Regions from separate parts of the Mus musculus genome. Here region 1 is linked to region 2. A link is a contact called in public promoter capture Hi-C data. All regions are on one chromosome and are shown on one strand. The core of a region is the stretch at or near the end of the contact, and the rest is flanking DNA. Distances in the headings are between cores, read along the strand shown.

Region 1 (5,472 bases), core at 2,788-5,287, 290 kb before region 2:
TGTTTCAACAGAAAATCTGAGTTCAGTTCCCAGCTCCCACATTCATTGAGTGGCTCACGGCTGCTGGTACCCTCAGATTCAGGGGGCTCTCAGAGCTCTTCTACCTCCCACATAGAAACAAAAATAAACCTTAACACCTTAAGGTTACTTGGGCGTGCTGATGCACACTTTTAATTCCAGCACTTGGAAAAGACAAGGATAAGTATGTGTTTTTCACTATTATAAAACCTCACTTTTTTTTTTTTTTTTTTTTTTTTTTTTTTAGTGAGGTTGTAGACAGGGATGGTGGCATGCGCCTGTAATTCAAGATCTCAGGAGGTACAGTTTAGATTGCTGTGAGCTCAAGGCTCTCCTAGTCTATATAGTTGAGTTCCAGGCCAGACAAGACTAGAATAAGGCCTTTTCTTTTAATACACACACACACACACACACACACACACACACACACAAAGAATAGTAGCCAGGCTTATTGGTTCATTCCTGCTATCTTGGCTACTTGAGAAACTGAGGCAGGAACACAGAAGTTTAGAGCCAGCTTGAGCTACTGAGGATGCTCCAGGCCAGGATGGGTAAGGAACATTTGAGCTGGACGTACAGTCCCTCCATTTGGGGGCCTGAGGCAGGGGGAACACTTTAAGACCAGCCTAAGCTACAAAGTAAGATTCCGTCTCAATAGCTGGGAGGAAGATGACGCTGGTTGGTGTGATTCTACCAACTGGGAAGAACAAGTTCAAGGTCAGTCTTTGCTTTGCGGGTAGTTCAATGCCATCGTGGGCTACTTGGGAGCCTATCTCAACATTCCTCTGTCAAAAGACTATAACAGTGGATGTTATCAGTACAATGTTTAGACTATAATAGACACAGCTGTAATCTCTGTTAGAGTCAGGGGTAGGTTTTTTTTTTTTTCTCCTGTTTTACAACATACAGTCTTTTACATTTTAAAAAATGTCAGGTTGCATCATAATTGCTGCTCTGGGCTATACTTTCATTTCTTAGGGAATAATTTTATCATTTGCAAAGGCTCTTAAGCAATTAAAACCATATTTCTCTACTTGTTTATATTTGTGTTTTAAAATTTTTCTTTATTTGCCTTATGGATGTGTCCATTCTCCTCTCTCCTTCTCCTCCCCCTCTCTTCCTTTCCCGTGCCCCTCTCTCTGAGAGAGCTTACTATATTACCCAAGGTAGCCTCAAACTTGTGACATTCCTTCTTGCTTTAGTTGTCAGAGGACAGGGATTGAAGCATACCTGACGTCATCATACCTGACTGAAAAAATCTCTTTTCTCTCCTTGTCACTGGTTTTTGTCCCTACTTTCCTTTCCTCCCTTGCCACCCTCCTGACCTCCTCATGCCCCTCCCCAAACTCCCTGCACTGCTCCGTGAGCAGTTGTGAGAGAAACAACCCCTGACCCTTCCTATACCAATGCCCCATCACTGAGCTGTACCCCAGCCCTGAGTTCTTTTCCATGTCTGTTAAACTATCACTTTTGGAGTCTTAGCAGGTATTCATGCCTACGATCACAGTACTTGGGAGGCAAGAGGACCAGCATGAAGGGAAGAAGAACTGATGCCCAAAGGTGTCATCCATCGGGGATGCTTTGTTACAGATGTGCCCACACTTACAAGTCACACTCGCTCACAAGGCACACTCATACAGACACTCACAAGATGTACTCACAAAGTGCACTCACTCACAAGGCACACTCAACAAGCTGCACGCACAAGGCATACTCACACAGGCACACCTACACAGGCACATACATTCACACAGACACACCCAAACACACCATATACGCATACACAAGGAGAAATAAAAATGTTTAATTAAGGCTTAGGGGTACAGCCAAGTGCAGAGTGCTTACTCTTCCTGTGTAAGGGTTGGTCCCAGCATTATAAAAGAAAGAAGTTTGTCTGTTTCATGAGTGCAGTCTAAAACCTAAGATTCTGGGACTAGAATAGAATCTCTATCCTTGATCTAGTCTCAAGTGTGATTTTGTGTTGGAGTTTTAGGCAGCAGTAGTAGATTGCCTCTGTGGCCCCTTGAATGCTAGGCAAATTCCCTACCACTTAGCTACGGCCCTAGCCTTTCAAATGTGTTTCTGATCAACCTAGAAATTACTAAGTTTTATTTCAAATGGAAAATATTTCTTCTTCTTCTTCTTCTTCTTCTTCTTCTTCTTCTTCTTCTTCTTCTTCTTCTTCTTCTTCTTCTTCTTCTTCCTCCTCCTCCCCCTCCCCCCTTCCCCTCCCCCTCCCCCTCCCCCTCCCCCTCCTCCTCCTCCTCCTCCTCTTCCTCCTCCTCCTCCTCCTCCTCCTCGTCTTCTTCTTCTTCTTCTTCTTCTTCTTCTTCTTCTTCTTCTTCTTCTTCTTCTTCTTCTTCTTTTTCTTCTTCTGGCTTTAAGCTTGAAGCTGGTAACGTTTCCTGCTTTATTTCCAAACTTCAATTTGAAGTTAATCTTTTTCCTCTGGATTTCTTGCCATCCCTTTTACCAAGTCTATTTAGCTTTGCAGGGATGAGGTACAAGATGTGAGCTGATCTGTCTTCCATTTTATTCACAAGTCGCAGGGTCTGACTACAATTATTCTTGGAGTGTGAAAGTGTAAATCTCCCCTTGCCGCTACGAACACTGAATTATAATTTTTTTTAATTAGGTATTTTCCTCATTTACATTTCCAATGCTATCCCAAAAGTCCCCCATACCCTCCCCCACTCCCCTACCCACCCACTCCCACTTTTTGGCCCTGGCGTACCCCTGTACTGGGGCATATAAAGTTTACATGACCAATGGGCCTATTTTTCCAGTGATGGGCTACTAGGCCATCTTTTGATACATATGCAGCTAGAGACAAGAGCTCCGGGGTACTGGTTAGTTCATAATGTTGTTCCACCTATAAGTTTGCAGATCCCTTTAGCTCCTTGGGTACTTTCTCTAGCTCCTCCATTGGGAGCCCTATGATCCATCCATTAGCTGACTATGAGCATCCACATCTGTGTTTGCTAGGCCCCGGCATAGTCTCACAAGAGACACTGAATTATAATTTGAGGTGTTAATATATAAGACAGGACATGAAGCAGGGTTCTTCCAGGGTTGAAGGCCCCTGTTTCCACCAACCTGAGGCCAGTGCTGGGCAGTAAAGGTGGAACTGTGGCTACAAGGTGTCACATGAGTGGGCGAGTCCCCAGGTCTGCATTTTGGGAGGGTGGAGGGTGGGGAAAGCCAGGCAGCGAACACGGAAGCTTGAGATGGAGAGCCAACCACAGCTGCCAGAAAAGCAAAAGAAAACAATGGCTGTTGCGGATTTATTTGGAAAGTGTGTGTCCTCGATGGCTGTTACGGATTTATTTGGGAATTGTATGTCCTCTATCTGCCCAGTGTTGATTCTTTGAATCCATTGCGCATCTTTCTCTGAAGCTAAGAGAAATCTACGATTTGCGCATGTGCCAAGAGCAGACGTGTCTGCTGTTTTAAATCAGTCTGCTGTGGGCACAGTGAGGATGGGTCTCGGACGCCAAGACTTTTGACAAATCAACCCATTCCAGACCTTAATGAGAATATGGTCGCCTCTCTGCAGAGAGTGTAGCTAGGGAAGGAAGTAATCTATTTGTTCAGGGGTATTAGAGAAAAACATCACAAAAGCGACATTTTCTAGCAGGAATGGAAACGGCTGCATGCTTTTTCTTGGTTTAGTCTTCACTCTGACTTCAGTATGTTCTCTCCTGTTCCTTGCTGACGATTTTCGATTTTCGCTAGCTTCGTAGCTATGGGGCCTTAATTAAGGACAGAGTTTATGGTATTTACTTTAGCCTCAGAAATCCCTGGAGAGTGGCTGGGGTGTGAGATGTGAATACAGTCATAGACTCCCTCTCCAGCCCTGCAGCCTGGGCAAGGTGCCCTTTAAAACTGCTGAGCTGAGAGCTTCTCCATCAGGCCCCTAGGGAATTCAAGCTACAGCCCGCCCCTTGCGCTCCTGGGGGCAGCGGGAGCTGAATTGCTTGGGTGGAGGGAGGGTTGTGAGTGGCTTTGGGAATCCTCAGAGACCAGCCACAATGGCTCTGAGCTGGAGACAGCTGCAAGACTCTTCGAGATGTGAATGGCCGGATACAGAAGCAGCCCTGGTTGTGTGGCCACCTGGGCCTCGTTTTTCTTCATGGCTGCGCCATGGTTGTGAAGAGCATTGTAAACAAACGCAGACTGGAGGATATGTCCGTCTAAAACAAAGCAAGAGTTCCGTAGACGGGAGCCTGGAGGGGTCTAGTTCCAAATTAAACCGGAGTTCGGAAGCAGCTATCTTGGGAGCCTGGAGTCAAAGCTTAAGACCATAGCTAGATTTCTGGGCAGTACCTAGGTAAAACACTAAGTGTAATTCTTTGCTAAATCTAGTCTGCCTTGGTTTTTATTAATTTATTTGAAGGGAGAAAAAAAAAAAGCTATCCAGAAACCACAGTCCCCTCGGAGAGCTGCCAGATACGATTAAGGAGATTGGCCAGCTTTTAGGGATTTTCCACTTGTGGTTCTTTTTCCTATTATGTAATAGTAAACAGATATTACTCTTCATATAAGATGGCTTAGTTGATAATGATATTATCAACTGATGCGGAAAATTGATAGCTAGTCGGCACTTCTGTGTGATCCCAGCCGGCAGAGCCTGTCTGGATTTCGGGAGGGAGAGTTGCCTCTTTCTCAAAAGCCATGGGAACCAGACATAGAGCAACTGTGATTTCAGAGAGGCACCATTCATCATGGAAAACCTACTGCTTATATACTGCCATTGTAACTTCCAATTCTCCCAAGTTGGGTAGTGCCTGAGAGCCCAGCCCTTCAGAGGTTAAGGCAGGAGGATTGGAAGGAGTGTAAGGACGCCCTGGCTGAGTGCCAGGGCAGCCTGGGCGACCCAGCAAGAGCTTGTATTAAACAAAACAAACCCAATCCAATACCTCAATCCCCAACAACAAAACAAAGCAAAGAATTAAAAATAAATACATTTTAAAAAAGCCTTTAAATCCTGATATAAACCAGTTTTCTAGTGAAAACATTCAAGCAATTATAAAAGGAAGACCCTGCTCACACCGCCACCCCCACCCCCACCACCAAGTACTTGCAGACTGGGTACCTGATGGCAGACAGGTTACAGGGAATATATGGCCTCTCACGTTGGTGCCCAGAGAGCTATTCCACAGTCTCCAAAACTCTGACAATGCAGTAACATGAACTTATTCTCCTTACCTCAGCTATAGCTGCCAATCACACAACTTTTTTTTTCCCTCTGAACATCTTTATTGTGTATATGAAACCACACGATTTGCTTTTTCTATTTCTTCTATGTCTGTGGACTGTGAGGATAAGATTCACTGCTTGGATTCTTTTAAGGCATAAGCAATATGGACTTACAAATCAAATAGCAAGCACTCTGTTGTTTTAAATGATAATTATGTTAGTTTATGGATGTCCACAAGCTTTGCTAAGATCCCC
Region 2 (4,970 bases), core at 1,512-4,011:
AGATTATGGATAGGCGATATTCTCAAGAAAGACTGCCAGTCAGGTTGACTGTGTGTGCACATATTTACAAATTCATTTTCTGTTCACAAATTACAATTATGCATAGCTATGGAGTAAAGTTTTTATCTGGAAGCCACTTTTGATATGATCTCAGGTCTTTATTAAATTTTTAGCTATTCATTCAACAAGTTTTCATTAAGTGGTCTGAGTGGGTCTAATCTAGGAAGAAATAACAACTCAAATAGGACCTGGGATGCTTAGAAATACTGGATTCCCCAGTGCGACCTTGCCCCATGGTTCCTATGTCCTACATGTTGTCATCACTTACAGCTCGGTTTTGATTTGTCACCTCTGTGAGACTTATCTATGCTGTCAGTAGAATGGAAGGATACTTTTTATGCACAGCCGCCTTCACAAAGATTCAGGATTATCTTCACCACACACGTCTTGGCAACGTGTCTGAGTGGTTCTGAAGGGTTATGGCACTTTCATCTATGAGATAATATGAATTTATAAGCACACATAAGTATCAGATGGGTATATGAGAAGAAGAGGAAACAGCATGAATTCTGCTAGTCATAGGTTAAGGACTTACTGCTTATAAACTTTTGCCACATTTTTAAAAAAAGAAACTCTTCCCTTTGGCAGATACTCAAGTGGTGAACCATCTTAAAGAGACATCCTGGTGCCTCCCCCAGGAGGCCAAGGTCAACACTAACCATCTGACATTCATTCATGCTTATTGTGTGCATCCATAAAGAAAGGAGTGAGAACAACCCTTGACCTCTGTGGTCTTTCTCCAAAGACCCAGGCCCTATTCAGTCTCAGCCTAAGCAGAAAAAAAAAATAATGTTTGGGCATACTGTCCAAGAAGCAAAACTGTCTAACAAATTTCCTAAAGACATCCAAGGTTGTAAAACAAGAGGAGTCTAAGAAACTATCTCAGTTATGAACACAGCCTGAGATGACAACTCAATAAGCATGTTATAACTACATGGATGTAGCTGTCAAGTAGAAAGGGCCACTGATGTAAAGATAAGGAAATAGATAAAGAGTATACTTTAGCCAGTAATAATCCATACATATCTAAACAAATATAATTATATTAATGTATGACATTAATATTTCAGGGATGCTGAATACAGGGTATATAGAAATTACATCATCTTTTAAACTTTTAAGTAAATCATTACCTACCTATTCAAAAATAAATTGTATTTAAAAACCCATTATGTGTTAGAAGAAAATTGAAGAAAGACTCTTTTGATTTGCTTTGTTTGTTTTCCTCGGAATCTTTGAGTATGGTACTTCTGGTGTTACACCAAGATTGTCCTGGAAATCTTTGGAGTGTCTGAAGCTCGGATGCCTTATATACCCATCTTCCCTGGAGGCTCTGCAGTGAAAGTACAGGGCAAAACTAGGTGCTGCTTGGGGGCTCTCCATTTATCAGGTGTTAGCATAATTATAACAAACAGACCACTTAACAGCAAAACTCATCAAGTCTGTACTGTACTTAAAAAAATAATGTGCAAACATTATAACAAGTAGCATAGACAGATGGGAAAAAAAAAACCTGCCCATCTTCCCTCTTATTTCTCTCCCTGTATCCCTTGTTCCTTCTGCCTGGCTAGTTACAGTGCTGAAGAAACTAGCCATTCTGATTTCTATATTCACATTTCATCACAAACATTCTCAGGTCATTTCCTATCGTCAACTTTTCATTTTGAAAGGATGGGTAACAGTGAAATAAGCTGCTACGCTATAATTGAATTGAATTCTCTAAAAGCCAATGCTTCAGTTAACCATGTCTACCACAAGGGACTGAGCTCCCTGTGGCTCATCCTGTGTCACCCAACTGAATGCTCAGATGATGTCTAGAGTATATTTATTCCTTGGGAAGACATTCTGAACTCCTGACCTGAGTCTCCTGCCAGGGGTGCACAGAGTCCATGCTCAGCAGTTTTGGGGATTGCAACGCAGAGCTGCACAGCTCTGCAGTAACCGGACCTCATCTTTCCTTTCTGCTTTTTAAGATGCCTCACTGTGAAATCAAACTTGTTTGGCTCCAGGCATTCAAAATGCCTTTCATTTACTCACGAAGAGACGATAACTGTGGTTAACTTTATGTACCACATGATTGAAAAATGAAATGTTCTCATGGACAGGGTTGCAAAAAAAGATAACCAAAATGGATGAAGGAAGGAGGCGATGATGGACCGACCATAAGTCATCCGGTTACAGTTTCTTGGAAGATGGAGAGAATGCATATCTTGTTTGATGTCCTCAAGCCAAGAGCGTATCTAATGCCTGTCAACTCCTCTAAGGAGAAAAACGCTGGATACACCTAACCCTCTTCCTCTTCTCCTCTCCCCCTCTCTCTCCTGCAAGGCATAGATTATTAAAAGGAAATTTGCTTTTCTTCTTAAGGTCATTGCAAAAACCTAGCTTCAGTTCTGATCTTGGTACACATAAGAGACAGGAAAGAAAGTGGATTGTTAAACTGAAAAACAAGCAAGCAAGCAAACAAACAAACATATAAATGGTTCTGTAATAAAAGGTACTGGACACTAGAGGGATTGGACCAAAATGTAGAGGAGTGTTCAGTACCAACTTATAAAAATGGTCACTACACTGGCAGAATTTATGTCAGAGGATGGAAAACATGAGTAATGTTCTTGCCAAAAAGGACATTCTGGACCGACCCATGCAAACAAGCAATCAGAGGCTGGAGCCTGGCCGAGCCAGCCCCATGAGGAAACAGCTGTGAGGTCAGCCTCAGCTTAGCAACACAGGCAGTCTCTTTCTCTCCGTATTAGAGTCAACACAGAAAGCTCATGGCCCACCCAAACAGGGAATGGAAGGCTCCAGAAAGCTGGAATATGCATACGGTGCCCTCGGGTTTCCTCTGACTCATGCTGGTAACTGTGAGCCACAGGGACAAATCTTCACCTGTGACTTTGCTTCGATCGGGCACTCTGACTTGTTGACCTTGTGAAACGTTAAGAGGCAAGTGGGTGTTCATTTTGTGTTGCTACCACAGATTACTTTATCACAGGAATTATGTGAAGAAAAGAGATTTGACTCAATTTTGGGGTCACAATGTCCAAATAGAACAACGATATTTGTAGGTAACATCCCCAACTGTGTCACAGTATTGTGGAGAAGTAAAAAATGAAAATGTCTGTGGGCATAAGAGATCAAGTACATGGGATGGTCTCATTATGTGCAACTCATCCCCAAAAGAACTACCTTAATGCCCTTCAAAGGTGCTGCTGCTATGACCTAACCACCTTCCACTAAGCCTACCCCTTAAAGAGGCAGACTATTACAATGGAGCCCAAGCTTCTATTACAGCACATGGCTCTCTGGGGGACAGAGAACATACCTAAATCATACTGGGGACCAACTACATAGAGCTTTTGATAGCTGAACAGGAGAAAGGGTTTTGTTTGTTTGTTTGTTTGTTTTTGCCTTTAATCAGGCTGGTTTACTTTTCAATAGGACTCCTTATGTCATGGACTCCAGCCTATCTTTAAACAATTTAAAGTTACAAAAAGCCCATGCTTTTCCTTCCTTCTGAATATTTTTGTTCCTGTCATATTTTTTCTCTTTGGAGGTTACTTCTTAAAACTTCATGCAGCATTTTTCTATGTTTAAATAACTCAAAATCAGACAACACATCATTTATTTCTTGCAGCATAGTTGACCTTGTGATGCCACATTTTCTCGTTCTTCATAGGAAATCAATCTGGGTAGTAAAGAACCCATGTGCTTTATAGTCTACTTCAAACTCTGAGCTAACCTAGTAAATCAAGCTATAAATGAAAATTACCAATGGGGGAAAGAGTCTTTTCTATTTAACTTTTCAGGGAAAAAAAATCAGTCCAGTAGTTTCCAAGGCGCTGCGTTTACCTTGCCAACTTCCATTACAAACCCTGGCTAACAGCATGGCCCAAAAAGTGGCTCATTATTAACTATGTGGGCAAATATTAAAAAAATAAAAGAGAGAAACAGAGTTGGGGTCTACTTATCGATTAAAAACAGAGAGATGCAAATGCCAGTTAAAGATGGAGACCTTGTATGAGATCCTCTAAGGTGGATACAGACACTGCCCTTTCTGCCAAGCTGTGCCAGGCAGGGCTGTGCTGCAAGAGAACCTCAGACTCCTAGTATAGAGTCTGACTCCCTTCTCTGGACTCCCGGGTTCAAGGCAGGGGATTGGTAAGGGCAAGGCTTAGGAGGTCAGACAAGTCAAGGATAAATGAGACTTATGTGGCTGGATGAACAAGAGCCACCTGACCCAGAAAATATACCTTGATTGGGAGGCTGGGGCAGGATTTCACCCTGGTCCATTTTCTCTGAAGTCCCATTTTATACAGACAGCAAGCACACATTTGTATATGCAATGGGCAGGTAGCAGAATGTAGGGCTTATTCTGTGGACATTAAGTGGGAAGACAGAAGGTCTGGTCCATTACTAAGGCAGTTATGAGATTGTCGAGTGAGAGGGACCATTTCTGTCTTACTCAGATTCTCACCATGCCACTAGCCCTTACATGTAGGTAAATCTGTTTGGAAAGTTCAAGGGCTTCTGACTGTAATTCATCTTGCAGCATTACCGTGAGGCTTTGTCTGAGACTCTCAATGCTGAGTGAGAAGCTGCTCCAACCACACAGCACTCACTTCCCGACAGACCTTCTGTGCGCCTTTTGTTCTTAGCCCTTGGAACTTCTGAGTTGTTTAGCTCAAGCTCTTGGTAGATGCCTCTGTGAGATGTTTAGACCAGCATACAGATTCACCACTGGCTATTCAGCAAGTTACATAGAAAACACAGCACACAAAGAAATCGGAACCCTGTCAGAGCAAACTCAAACTCTACCGAGTAGGTGCCGCTGCTTTTGGACTGGAGAAACTGTTTCTTTGACACGTAACTGATTCGAAGTGTAGAAGTTTTTTCTCAGGGCCACCACA

Evidence for each region. Capture Hi-C pulls out chosen DNA fragments and counts their contacts.
Region 1: a promoter capture Hi-C map of adipose tissue shows a contact between it and region 2. The contact joins two enhancer-like sites. A contact is called at or near these places in 3 of 484 Hi-C or Micro-C datasets (adipose-derived mesenchymal stem cells and uterus), 4 of 115 datasets of contacts at active chromatin or transcription factors (astrocytes, fibro-adipogenic progenitors, pancreatic cancer cells and 1 more) and 2 of 9 other capture datasets (adipose tissue and liver).

The regions. Positions count from the first base shown.
Region 1 is chr10:21,922,251-21,927,722 of GRCm38.p6, reverse strand. All of the region lies in intron 1 of Sgk1 (serum/glucocorticoid regulated kinase 1), which reads right to left. Among named protein-coding and RNA genes, the nearest start is that of Gm46215, 43 kb to the right of the region's middle. Within about 2 kb of position 4,037, at least 126 of the 459 cell types and tissues checked have an H3K27ac peak or open chromatin away from gene starts, as enhancers often do. A contact at or near this core is called in adipose tissue, fibro-adipogenic progenitors and uterus, where this site is marked.
Region 2 is chr10:21,626,507-21,631,476 of GRCm38.p6, reverse strand. No RefSeq gene overlaps it. Among named protein-coding and RNA genes, the nearest start is that of 1700020N01Rik, 36 kb to the right of the region's middle. Within about 2 kb of position 2,761, at least 53 of the 459 cell types and tissues checked have an H3K27ac peak or open chromatin away from gene starts, as enhancers often do. A contact at or near this core is called in adipose tissue, fibro-adipogenic progenitors and uterus, where this site is marked.